Linked DNA regions of Bombyx mori: all the other regions are linked to region 2. Evidence: chromatin contacts called from public Hi-C data. All regions are on one chromosome and are shown on one strand. The core of a region is the stretch at or near the end of the contact, and the rest is flanking DNA. Distances in the headings are between cores, read along the strand shown. Region 1 overlaps LOC101744016 (ski oncogene). Region 2 holds the start of LOC101744016 (ski oncogene). Region 3 overlaps LOC101744016 (ski oncogene).

Region 1 (4,421 bases), core at 8-2,507, 99 kb before region 2:
GCATCAAATAATTTTTAAGAGGATAGGCTTTATCAGCAATTAACACGTATGGTAAATTGAGATTTGAACCTGGTAATCTCTGTGAAGGTTGAATCTATTAATAATCTATTTATCGGGATAGTTCTTATATTCCTAATATTCCTAATATAATAATAAATAGGGTGAAATTCGCCAAGTTCTCTCTTTTTCTAACTGGGTGCGCTCCTATTCTTGATTGAATAATATCTTCAGCTAAGAACGCACTTATTTCAAGGTAATATCGTGCCACTTTTGAAAGGGAAATTTGATAGGACTTTCTAAATACGTGCACCTCTGACGCCGCCGCCGCCGCAACTAGTCTAGCTGTGGCATACCCCCGCAAGTCACACCGCCCGCCGCGCCTCGCAACGCACCGCAAAACGCACCGCCAGTAGCTGTGGCCAGGCCCTTATGCTTACGGTTGTAACTTTACTATCATTTCACTATTACATTATTGTGAGTATTGTTATCGGTCATCGAAAAGCACAGATTTGAGGTCACACGAAAGGTACCTCTAATGGCACACGGCGAAAAGACTACGAAATAAACTGCAATTTTAAAACGAAACCGTATTCGACATGATTATGTACATCTGCACAATTGTATGGTAAGACCGGACACGACCGACGCCACCGCGCCGGCACGAGCACGACACTGCTCCGAACGTCGACGACAATTTCAGTAGAGCTGTGGCAATACGCACAGCGTACTGCCATAAAAAAAAAAAAAACAGTAGAGAACTTCACGATCACGGCGTTCGGATGCCGCACGAAGCGCCATCATCGGGCGCCGGGGCCACCACCTCACTCACTGAGCGTCCATTGCGCGACCCCGAGTAGCGCAGCCTGGTGATGACGCGCGCCCGTCAACACGGCGGCTCCGCGGACTCGCGCTCCCTTCGCGCTAATTCCACCTCGCGCTCGTGCAGCCTCGCCTCCCGCCGCACCAGCTCGGCTTCCCGCGCGTCCAGGCGCCGCGCCCTCTCCGCCAGGCGGGCCTCCGCGTCTAGCAGCCGGGCTGCCAGTTCAGACTCGCTCTGTGGCGGCGGCGAGGTCGATGACGTCACGTCGTCCACAGGCGGGGTCAGAGGCTTCAGGGCCACGTTCGGCTGATAATCGCGCTCGAAACGAGAGCAGTCCGCGACCCGCACGACCCGCTCGGGGTTCTGTAGCACTGGCTCCCCCTTGCCCCAAGGTCTGAACGCGGACAGAGCGCGGTACTGCAGCGCGTACGGGTCCAAGAACACCGTGTAGCCGTAGTCTTCACCGCGGGACTTCTTTGGCGGCGATTCCGGTGGTTCCGTCTTGCACACGACGGTCTCCACTATCTGAAATCAAGAAAATATACAGTTAACACGTGACTGATCTGAATAGAGTGGATCGCATTTCGCGAGGGCGACCTTTTTTGACGTCAATAGCTTATCGCCGGCAAACAATGATTTGAATATGTTTACGTTGCATTGAAATGTTTCATAATCCTTATTGTCGTTTCAAAATATGACAAAGAGATCATCTTTGTGACAATGAATGACTTAAAAGTACCCAAGTGAGCTGAAAAAGAATCTAATTATTTAGGAGGGCTACGAAAGACTAGTAAGTATTAGAGTGCGGCGCAAGTAAGCTTTCTATTGTTCGATGTTAATAAAGCCGATGCCGTGGCAATAATAGTGCCTACGATATCAGCAAAACACATTCGCCTTACGTAATGCAGGTGTGAGGGAGGCGCGGGAGGCAGACGGCGCGCGTCATCACCACTAGGGGGCTGAAGGTTGGGCGGGGTGAGGGTGGATGTAGGTCGCGGCCGGGCCGCAGACGACCCCCAGACGCCAGCCCCGCGCCCCTGCGACCCATAACAGTTTAAGACCCGAATTCTCTGTCGGCACTACGTTCTAAATCTGCTCGCCTTAAGAAAGCCTTACATTCATGCTTTCCTTTCTTTTGATCCGTAATAAAAATTTGCTTATTACTTAATGAAACAACACGAATGTAATTCGCGGTCACACATTCGTGACCGAATTTAATACTTGATCGAGTTACCACGCTGTGACGTTATTTTCTTTGTGTATAGTATACAATAATATGTGAGTAAATATGCCAATACATGTACAACAGAGAGCTTCGCTATCCCCGCGGGGAGTAATTCTGAATGTGTTCAATAATGGCGTACCTTACGAAGACTAATCGATCGAGAGACGCATAGATAGATAGTAAATTAAACTAGAAGAGGGTAGGTACATCACGCCCACAGCTGTTTTAGCCCACAAATGTATTATATTATTACGTGTTTATATTAATATTTATGGTCATTATTTAAGGTAATGCCTACACGATAGATAGAAGTACATACAAAATACGTCTCTCGGGATGTTAAGCAATGTTAAGCTGTTGCTGCCCTTTGTCCATAATGTTAGGTATTTACGGTAACTAAAACATATTATACCGGAGGGATTACATGTTTTATATATTAGTATTAATTATTAATATGCTGTGTTAATTTGTTCTATACAAAATATCGTCCACACATTCATCACGATATATTAAAACAGTAGAATCCCTGTTTTTTTTTTGCCTACCTAATTTTTGGTAGCCTAAAGGGTTATTCCAATTTCGCGCGAACCACTTGAGCTTACGGGCTCAACCTGAGAGAATTGCCAACACTGGCCCTAGCAAGAGCAGCGCTTCTCTGAATCTACCACCGGGTCGGAAACACGACCCATTGAAAAGATCCGGTGAGAAACTCAATGGGCTGTGTCTATGGGCTAGTTCGCAATGTCGAATTCTTCGTCGTAATCGACGATGATCCACATTTTTCTGTGATTTAAGAAAAAGAAAATAAATAAAAATATAAAGACACTAAAGTCACTTAAGTAACTAAAGGATAATAGAACGTAAGCCTACTATTTTTAGAATTGTTTTAGTTTGTTCGCGTAGTATTCGCATCTCCAAAACGAACGGGTTTTTATTTAGTTTTCACAAGTAGACAGAGATTAATTAGGAGCAATACTTATGTTATTAACTTCGGAATTCGCAAAACAGTTGTCGTCCGTTCAAAGTTTTTTGACTATGTCTATCTGTGTTCACGCCTAAACCAGTGAACTGGTTTTTGTGAAGTTGCGAATGGAAATAGTTTGAATTCTAGAAAGTAATGCAGGATATCTATAGGTAGGTTTAACTATAACATACACATCCATGTACAAAAATACATCATATAATCTTAATGGTGTATCAAAAGCCGTGGTGGTTTCTTCCTGTTTATTCACAATCTGTTGTTGTCGACATAGAAATCCATACAGCAAGTATCATACGGACTACTGTCTCCTGTTTCATGACACGTGTCGCCTCCTACGCGGGTCGTATTTCTGTATTACTCCGAATAAATCAGATAATTACGTTGGACGACTCCGATATCGCCAATATCCTTTGAAAATGTTGCCTATTTAATGGATAAAGAGAATGCGTAATGATTTCCCAGAATGATTTTGTTGACGGCAAATATTCACGTAATTCGAGTTAATTATGTACCTATATTGAATGTTTATTTATCGAGTAAGATAATCATTGGGTAAGGGAGGATACTTAAATTGTTGTTTATTTATAAGATCTTGTGCGCCAGAAATGTAGTTGCTTTTTTTTCTCAAGGGCTATTCCAGTTACGCACGGTTTGGCAGGTGAGCTCACGGGGTTTAACCTGGGATAAATTATTAAGACTCCTCCTCCTTTGAGTCGCATTCCTCATGTCTGAGGGTCGTGACCATCTCCTCCCATTATCCTTCTCTGGATGATGTTTTGCCATATTCTCGGCGGTGTCTATTGCATCGTAGACTGTTGTATCCATAGTGATGCGGATTTGGCCGAACCAGCGCATTGGATTGCGGCCACGAGATCTTTTGCCTGCAAGATTAGCCCTAGAAATAACAGCGCTTGGCTGGATCTACCACCGGATCGGAATCGCGACCCACCGAGAAGATCCGAAGAGAAACTCGTGAGTTGTGTCTATGGGTTAATTTATACGTCGAACTCTTCGTCGAGATTCGAATTCGGCGAGAACGGTGACCGGTGCTTGGAGTGCCTACAATCGACCTACTGAGAGGATCCGATAGGACATATTGTATGTTGCAACAACACGAACTGATTTAGAAAGCCTCATATTGTTCTTATTTAGAAAAACACTCAATAGAACAGCCGAAGACTAGAGCCCACACACTATTAGGGGAAGCGTTCGTGTTCTAATAGGTACGACGCCTGATACTATAACACCAAGACCGATTCAGGGACACCACTTAATTATTTTATATTTCATGTTATGCAACTGATAGACCTAATCATAACAAAGTAGAAATATATTACAATTGCAAACGTCGATAAGATGTTTATATGACATATGACATAGCGTGCATGATCATG
Region 2 (4,658 bases), core at 1,884-4,383:
TACACGCTTTTCGAGTGGCAATACGCTACTTGTGTTTTATAAAAACGGCAGACGATTTTGAATTTAAATAAAAAAATATATAATCGGACCATCAAAATATATTACGTTCTTCTATTTAACACTCTAATAGTCTGAGCAATGTTTTAACAGCAAGGGACACCAGTTTTTAAGTTGTTTTATCCATTTTATTTGAAGGTGCCAGTTCAGACGAACTGAACTTTCTAGACACATTGGACGTTTAACTTGAAGTACCATCAATTGAAAGATTAATGACCTAAACGTGAACACTAGCTTTCACCTATTTGTTCATTGAATCCATTCAATGGGTAATATTTTATGGATCAGACCGTATTGTGCCTTACAAGTTACAAGCGTCGAGTTTGGTGAGAGTCGTATCCCTTTGTTAAGGTCTCTATGAATTTCAGATGAATGAATGATTTTCCCGTTGAACTGTAGATGTCAGTTTCTCTCGATTACTCATCCTTGTATAGTATTATAAATTGTTTATTAAAGTACAGATAGACACTATAAAAAACCTTCTTTTAAGAATATAAGATTGAAATGAATATGAGAAGATTAAAAGTGATTGATAGTTCGCAGCCCAATGAATTTCTCGCCGGATCTTCACAATGGGTCGCGATTCCGATCCGGCGGTAGATTCTGCGAAGCACTGCCCTTGCTAAGGCTAGTAGATAGCAAATTTCTCTCAGGTTGAGCTCATAGCTCAACTACCCGTTGGCGCGTACTGGAATAACCCCTTAGGCTACCAGCGAAAATCCAGGGGAAAAAATCTTTTATTTTGTTAGTGTTACAATAATAAGGTAACTTGCTATATCCGAATTGGCGATTTTTACGTCTTTGGAGGGCTAAACGACGAAAGGAAGATCTTCCACCGAGCGGGTGTTATTGCTCGGTAGACCGACGGTCCGAATGTTGTTGTTCGGAATTTGTATATATGCGATCTCAACTTGAAAATGTCGTAAGCGAGATTCAGACATCTCTCAAATATCTTGCGTTATATATCTTGTGATGGCTACCGCCACACGTCCAAGTTCGATTCGATATTAAGGAATAATTTTCCAATGTACTCAGATACATGTTCTCACATAATATTTTCTGTTTCAGTGTGTCTGTTTAAATGTTTAACGGCACGCGATTATTGTTGTGGATCGCAAACGATAACAATAGTCACGGAAGGCCAATGTCACTCATTACGTGAAATATACTTTTTTTTTTATTGCCCTTGTAGGCGGACGAGCTGTAGGTGAGTGGTTACTGTCGCTCTTGGACAACAGCAATGCCTACCACTAAGTACTCTCCGTAACCTTCAATGCTACACTTTTTTAGTTTACTCTACCTTTATTTAGTCTCCGAATGTTCTGGAAGGTACTAACTCATCATCACATGGCCAAACGGTCATGACTCTACTTGATTCTCTACATTCAATATGAAAGACAGTTGAAATATTTCTTAATGGAATCTAATAAGATCAACGAAAACTACATTAATGTTTCTAATTGGTTTGTACCAATGTTCTTTGAAGTGTACTACTATCATTTAGGCATTTTAGACTACACAGTTTGAACGATAATTATAATGATACTGTGGGTCATTCATAACTTGAATGATCGTAAATTATTGATATTTCACTTTTCTGCTGATTAATTATTTATAAATAAATTGATTTAAAAAGGATGTGAAATTACTAACCTGTTTTCTTTTCAAGGGCAGCTGATGATGATGCTTCAAAGGCAGCGGAGCGAGCGCGGCAGCCTCGTCTCTGGCGGCGAGATCGTCCAGGAGCGCGATGCACTTCTCCTGATCCTGTTCCTCGTCCGCGACCAGTAAAAACCGACGCCAGTGGGACGAGTCAAAGCCCCAATGGCAGGTGCGGTTCTCCGTCTCGTGGGAATGGCACACGAACCGGCGCGGCACATACAGCGCTCGGCACTCTGAGCACTGCACCAGACCCGCCTCGGGTGAACACACACCCCGTGCTCCTCCAAAACACTCGTGATATACACGGAAGCCGGGTAGCTTGTGGGGACGCGAGGCAGCCGGGGCATGCAGCAGCGCCGCGCACAGCCGCTCTGCGTCCGTCTGCGTGATGAGTCCGCACGAGGGCGCCGACCTCGGTAACACTCCTGTCGACTTCAGTTCGTGCAGCTGCTCCGGGGTGCAGCGCGAACAGTATATTTGTAATTCGTCACACACGCGATTTATTTGCTCTAATGTGAAATCCGTAAGCACAGAAGTTAGGATCTGCGGCAAGCACAGCCGCCGTTCGCCGCCGACGCTGAAGCAGGAGATGGGTTCTCCTTCGAGGCGAGTCTCGCCGCGCTCACCCAGTTCGGCGTCAGCGGCCAGAAGGATGGGCGGCGCGGCGGGCGGTGGCGGAGGCGGCGGCGGATCGGGGCCGCGCGGGGCTCGGCCGCCCGGACCCTGCAGGCTGCGCGGCGCGCTGGCCTGGTATGTCTTCAGTACGGAGGTGATGTGCGGCGTCACCACGTCCATGATAGTTCCGCGCCACCGTTGCTGGGGCTCGGCAGACGCATGAGGCTACGCGCCGGCACGCGCGACGCACTCCACTCGCGATCGAACCATGTCTGCCGAGCGTGCCGTCGCGACGGCCGGGCCGGGCGCGAGCGGCCCGCGCGCCTCCTCGCCGCCCCGTCGCCGCGCGCCGCCTCTGCGAAAAATACGCATACGACCTCGTTACGTAGCAAAACCGTCGCACTCTTCTGCTGATCTCGAGAGCTGCCCTCTAGTCAACTTTTGGATCTCTCTCTCACTTTTCAACTTTTGAGTGAAAAAGAATGTAATCGCTATGAGTTAAGGCGCGCGCGGGCGGGGCGTGGATCCCCGCGACCGGCTGCAGTCGAAGCAGCAGACGGATGGCTCGACTACTGGAGAGTCTAGCCAGCGCCCCGCACTCCGCAAAGCACGCCGCCCCTCGCCGCGACGAGTCACGTGATCGACCTTCCCGTCAAAATATCCAGAATGGCGGCGCAAGCCGTGGACCGCCCGATTCAAAGATTTGTATATGTAGACAGGACAATGTGCGTTAATTTTTTAACCTTTGTCAAAATGTATTACAAAAGTAAAGCTGCAAGATCGTATGATTGAGTAGTAGTTCAATGATGTATCTATTAACACCTACTAATTACAATATTTAGTGATGAGTATAATAATTAAGTTCGATAGTACGTGGATCAAAGGACAAACTGAAATTCTCTGTCTAATTAAATTCTGAGACCTTTAGAAACACTATACCACTCACATTCCAAGCTGTTCTATTCGTTTCTTACATGCTTTGCTATGGATTTATATGTGCATTCAATTTAGTATACACACTATCTAGTATAAAATTATAAATTCTTTTGTTGAAGGGGAGATAGATCATTTTTGTGCATTAGCATAGCAGACATCCCGAAGTGAATCCTATCAATCTATGGGGTACTTGAAGCCTGCACTGACCTGTATTAACGGGATATTCAACTAGGCCAAAATTAGCGCGAGTCCTAGAGAACGCTTCCATCACTGTGATTGTTCTCTGTGTGTGTCAAATAACGGTAACTCTCTGGAAATTTTAGGTCTAAATAATTTGAGTATCGTAATTTGATCGTTTGGAACCTCTGGGTCTGCGGAGGGACTTCGGTTCCTCTGTATTTTGTACCGTAAGTTCCATGGGGAGTGCTCTGAGGAATTGTTCAAGATGATATCGGCATCTCGTTTTTACTATTTAGTATTAGTATTAAGCGGTAGGCAGCGGCTTGGCTCTGCTCCTGGCATTGCTGAAGTCCATGAGCGACGGTAATCACTCACCATCAGGTGGGCCGTATGCTCGTCTGCAAAAAAAAAAAAAGTTTTGTCGACTGTCTCCAAGAAACAATAAACAATAGGCATTATTGCGTCTAAATAAACATATTCAATTCTGTGTCGTCGAGACACGCGCGGGGCTTACAAGGCGCGCGGGGAAGGGACGCGGCGCCATGCGGGGAGGGGGCAGCTGCGTCTACAGAGACCGTTCGCTTGCCGCGCTGTGAAAATTTATCGCTAAATTCAACCAACAAAAATAAATTCACCTTTATTGCAATGGCGTAAGCTCGATAATGCTTTAAAATTCAATCGAGTTTTGCTATTTCTATTACCAGTACGCTAGAATTTAACGTTCTAAGCCCAGAGTCGTAAAGTGTATTTTAGTCTGACATCACACATAGTTTCGTGTTCAAAACAACTAGTCGCCAGCCGTCGCCAACCATGGACGCAATGTTTGTTTGTAGTTGCACTCTCGTTTTTGTTTTGCCACGTTAGATGAGCTAGGCAATTTGAAAATGCTTACGCACTTATTGCTTAGTTTTGTGTGACCGTACGGGTGGTAGGTATCATACCCGCGCAGAGCTCTCCTATTTCTGCGGGGTAGCAGTAATGCGTGCCGACTTTAAAGGTAAAAAAGTATGAAACAAGACGAACCTGTCGCTAGCAACGAAGGGTTCGACGAGTAAATTAACCCACAGACACAGCCAACTGACTTTCTTGACCGATCTCCTCAGTGGGTCGCGTTTCCGATCAGGTGGTTGATTCTGCGAAACACTGCTCTTGCTAGGGTTAGTGTTAGCAATGTCGTCAGGTTTGAGCCCCGTGAGCTCACCTACTTG
Region 3 (4,688 bases), core at 1,499-3,998, 69 kb before region 2:
GCGTCACAAAAATAGATAATATTATTGTTCAAATTCTTATTGTTCACTTAGATTCCAATGAAAAATAATCTTATCAAACCCTATCATATCTTTGCTGAATAGTAATCCTAATCATACAATGTATGCCGCAAAAATAGACATGCACAGGTAAATAATTCTTACTTTTCTGAAAGTATACATTAATGATCGTAAAAGTTTCCTTAAATCATCAATAACAACTTTATACCATTATTTTAAAAACAGTTACATTTATTATAGCAGAGTTTCAACTCAAGTAGATATGAGACAAATGCCTAGAACGATATCTTTCCGTGCTATGTACGGGAGTTCGGTCTGGCCTTCTTATGGCTATTCTTATACTGGATACAGCTGCACGGAGCAAGGATTTCATGCTCACTTTGAACCATGACCATGTAGATTTTTGCGGTAGGCAGCGGCTTGGCTCTGCCCTTGGCATTGCTGAAGTCCATGGGCGACGGTAACCACTCACCATCAGGTGGGCCGTATGCTCGTCTGCCTACAAAGGCAATAAAATAAAAAATAAAAAAAGATTTCAAGACAATGATTTTCAATAATTAAAAAAACAAAAAAAATATTATATATGTCGGAGACGGTCATTAGTTTGGTAGTTAAACGAAACGCAGCACGATTCTCGAGAGATGGCAACAGGATTGCGGCATCGTCAGAACTCGGCTAATTTCGTGCTACGACAGAGCCTAGCCGATGGAGGCGCGTAGACGCCATCACATTTACCAACCAGCCTTCTTGAAGAGCGGTGCCTCCGTCCTAAGAACTGTCATTCGTTTTCGTTTGCTAAGGTCAAGAGGAGATTTCTAAATTGTTCTAAGACAGCAAACGTGCTTGGTGTACTCAATATTTCACTTAGCTCGATCACCCTATCCGCCCCTACAATGTCTGACGATGGTGTTAATAATTGTGGCTTCTCCGGCATATATATATTTTTAGATATCAAAAAGTAGTTGTTGGGTAATCGTGATCATCTTCCGCCTTTTGGTATCCATTGCTGGGCACAGGCTTTCCCTTTTGTTATGCCATAATGTTCGATCGCCCACCATATTATCGAAAAGTCTGAAATCCAATTAATGAAATAAAAACGCGATAAAGACCGATAAAAGTCTGTTTGTTCAGTACAATAATAAAATTGTTGACTTATGATGATAATTTTTAATCAATAAAGTTTTATGTTGATTAGGACATTAAGGACCTATCTGAAGAGTTGTTATGTAAATATTTGCTCATAGCCCTTATGTAATAGAAAAAAAACATTAACTAAATGATATTATATTTTGTTAGATACAATTTGCGACGCCGCGCCGCAGTGATTTTTTTTGTTAAAAAAAGGGACATCTTCAGAAAGACACGCTGTGCGCCAATGTGATATTTCTAGACTTAATTCCTATTAAGAACAAGTCGATGACTGGTTATGACTTTTAGAAAAATTTAAATAATCCTTCGATAATAGTTTTTTTTTTTAACAGAACCTAATCCTAGAAAATGAATAAAAGGTTTAAAAAAATCGGTTTTTATGTTTATGTTAGGAAGTTTTCTTTTTTTCTTATTTTATTATCTAAATAAATATCTGGAACGATCAATCAGTAAGGGCTATAAATTTGTTTATTCGCTTAGAAGGCAGAGGGCATTAGTCGTAGCCTCACTTGAAAGGTATTAACCCTAAAAACAATGATCGCTCGTACCTGTGTTCACGGATCACTGACATAGCCGCCAAACCGTCCAAAATATCGAAGGCATCATAAAGTTAGACATAACAATTAAAAGCGTAAACATTTTAATCAATATTCATTTATTACAACGCATCAAATTCGGTGGCAGTTACAATTTTAGACAACAAATTGCCAAACCCATTCTCATGTTACACGCGAACCTTTATATACTCGACGGAATACCGTTACGAAACAACATTGGGTTTTGAAGCCATCACGAATTGCATTGCCATGTGTGAGTGGTCGTTGGAGAACGAAAACGGCGGTATGAACGCGATTTGGCTCGGACATTTAACGCGTAGTTCCGAGCATTTCCCGCGCGCTTCGATCGTGACTATTAGCTTCGGAAGAAAAGAATTTCACAAATTTTTATGTCACTTCATGAGTAATTTTATAAATTTCTGTATAAAATGAAACTGAATTTAAAATATATTCTGTTGACTGCCAGCAATAAGCGAATACAGAGATTTTGGCACAACACGTGTGTACCAATTGGGATATAACTTTCTGAATTGCTGATTAGGGTCGCGGCCCAAGTCACTGCGCTCCAAGATCAACCACCATTTGTGGCGTTCTCCATCGCAGCAAACCTGATTGATGTGATCATGCCACTTGCAACTAGACAAAAAAAAATTGCTATAGCAAATTAGATGTTTCATTAGAAAATATCTTACCGAAATTATTAACTGAAAAGCCTCTTAGAAATGGTAAGTTAATCAAGATTATTTGCAACTTTTTTTTCTACCTAAGCTGGTAACCTAAAAGGCTTATGCTTATGCCAGCGTAACCGGACGAGTAGGTGAGCTCACGGTGCTCTATCCTGAGGACGTTGATAACACTAGCCCTAGCAAGAACAGTGCTTCGCAAAGTCTACTACCGGATCGGAAAAGCAGCCCACTGAGAAGATCCGGCGAGAAACTCAGTGGGCTGTGTCTGTGAGTTAATTTACTCGCCGAGCCCTTCGTCGCAGGCGGCGTGTTCGACGAGGATAACCGCAACGAGCATCCTTGACATATATGAACATAAATTTACGATCTCCATCAAAATACAACAAAACCAGCACGAAATGACGTAAACGTGACAATTTTCCTTCGGCTACTCATAATTCTCCCGATGTTATCATGGGGGGTGACGATTCCGTGAATCCTGGGTAAGCTGCCAAATCACCATGGTGGCACGTGGCGACCACACTTATGTGACTCACACGCAGTAACTCGTGCCAGTGCCAAAAAATTCTAAGTATTCGATATGACAGCTCTGATGAAATATACTGAAGGGTGATCAAACTATCCGAAGACATGGGACGAAATTAATCGACCTAATAATCGTTTGGCTATGGCCAAACGATTATTAGGAATTTTAATTTTACTACATTACAGAACACCTTTTCCCAAGATCATGCAATATTATTGTTGTTATGCATAAAAACTGTACATCCGAATCTAGATTAAGAACTTATCCGGTAATATCGATGATCGTGAATTTTAGACCGTTATCGTTTTTTGTATGTTTGAGTGATTACTGGCTCGGAGGTCTTTCCAGTTTTACCAGGACAGGTGGGCGAGCAAAGGCTCAGCCAGGAGTCATTTTTTTTATTGCTTTTATAGGTGGACGATCTCACAGCCCACCAGGTGTAAAGTGGTTACTAAAGCCCATAGAAATCTACAAAGTAAATGCGCCACCCACCTTCTAAGGTCTAAGGTCTCAGTATAGTTACAACGGCTACCGCACCCTTCAAACCGAAACGCACTACTGCTTTACGACAGAAATAGGCGGGGCAGTGGTGCCTACCCGTGCGGACTCACAAGAGGTCCTACCACCAGTAATATTGATGTAAATTGGGGACCCGAATACAGAACGATTAATTTTGATTTATTTGACTATCCATGTTTCAGTTGATTCTAATATACAGTTGTTCAAATAATGAAAATATCTTTTCAGAATGTCTGCGTTACGTTTATCTTTATTGTTTGTCTAGACAAAGTCTGCATGTTTTTGTTCAAAGTACCTACACATTTGTACATTGTAATTATTCGACCAAACACATTCGTTAAATAGCATCTATACGCTTTGGAGGCATCGTACCGTGAATATAACCACTGTTAAAACGAGAATGTCTCATCTTAATAATGAAACTGGTGATATTGTTCCGAGGAAATCTATGGTTTTAATTTTAATTAAAGACTATTACGTAGGTAGGGCCTGTTGTGAGTCCGCGCGGGTAGGTACCACCGCCCTGCCTATTTCTGCCGTGAAGCAGTAATGCGTTTCGGTTTGAAGGGTGGGGCAGCCGTTGTAACTATGCTGAGACCTTAGAACTTATATCCTCTAGGTGGGTGGCGTATTTACGTTGTAGATGTCTATGGGCTCCAGTAACCACTTAGCACCAGGCGGGCTGTGAGCTCGTCCACCCATCAAAGCAATAAAAATAAAAAAGTATTACGTTTTTGCGCACGAATCTGGCATTGTCGACATGAAAGAGATATCAAAGTTAATATATCGCACATGCGATGCTATAATAAGTAACTTATGCAATTTTTGTTAACATTGAATTGAGTATGAGAAAATATATTTTTTAATAGTTATTAGTAAGACGAGAGAGATGTTTTCTTTTACTGATGAAGTTTAAAGTTGTAGTTTAAATATTACGATTTTATTTCTATAGCCTAGTAGAATTAAATAAGAATTATATAATAAGATATTAAATTTTCCAACGTTTCTCCTGAAAAATTACATAATTTGCATAACGTCGCTGTCAAATCAAAATCTGCTATGTGCAAAAACTCTATTTTGAATTAACGAGTAAAAACATTTTCGTATAAAATTTTATATGAAAGTGATTTTTTAAGAACTATATCAAATGAAAGCTATAGATAAATATGAAAGCTATAGACACATAACAGTTTTTTTTTATACTATAGATAGGGCTGTGAACTATACGAAAAG

What was found. Hi-C and Micro-C count contacts between places; a contact is called where the count stands out from the background.
Region 1: a contact with region 2 is called in a Hi-C map of midgut, with 2.5 times the contacts expected there. The contact joins the enhancer-like site here to the promoter of LOC101744016 in region 2. A contact is called at or near these places in 5 of 7 Hi-C or Micro-C datasets (midgut, posterior silk gland and whole pupa).
Region 3: a contact with region 2 is called in a Hi-C map of midgut, with 2.6 times the contacts expected there. The contact joins the enhancer-like site here to the promoter of LOC101744016 in region 2. A contact is called at or near these places in 2 of 7 Hi-C or Micro-C datasets (midgut and an unstated tissue).

The regions. Positions count from the first base shown.
Region 1 is chr3:12,786,532-12,790,952 of ASM3026992v2, reverse strand. It overlaps LOC101744016 (ski oncogene), which reads right to left. Exons shown (of 2, transcript XM_038020017.2): 2 at 1-1,345. The coding sequence ends at 884. Among protein-coding and RNA genes, the nearest start is that of LOC101740536, 8.0 kb to the right of the region's middle. Within about 2 kb of position 1,257, at least 6 of the 8 cell types and tissues checked have open chromatin away from gene starts, as enhancers often do.
Region 2 is chr3:12,689,417-12,694,074 of ASM3026992v2, reverse strand. It overlaps LOC101744016 (ski oncogene), which reads right to left and starts at 3,133. Exons shown (of 2, transcript XM_038020017.2): 1 at 1,711-3,133. The coding sequence starts at 2,514.
Region 3 is chr3:12,758,126-12,762,813 of ASM3026992v2, reverse strand. The region is part of intron 1 of LOC101744016 (ski oncogene); the gene reads right to left. It overlaps LOC134201827 (a long non-coding RNA gene), which reads left to right. Exons shown (of 3, transcript XR_009977082.1): 2 at 52-147; 3 at 1,315-1,480. Among protein-coding and RNA genes, the nearest start is that of LOC134201827, 3.4 kb to the left of the region's middle. Within about 2 kb of position 2,748, at least 1 of the 8 cell types and tissues checked has open chromatin away from gene starts, as enhancers often do.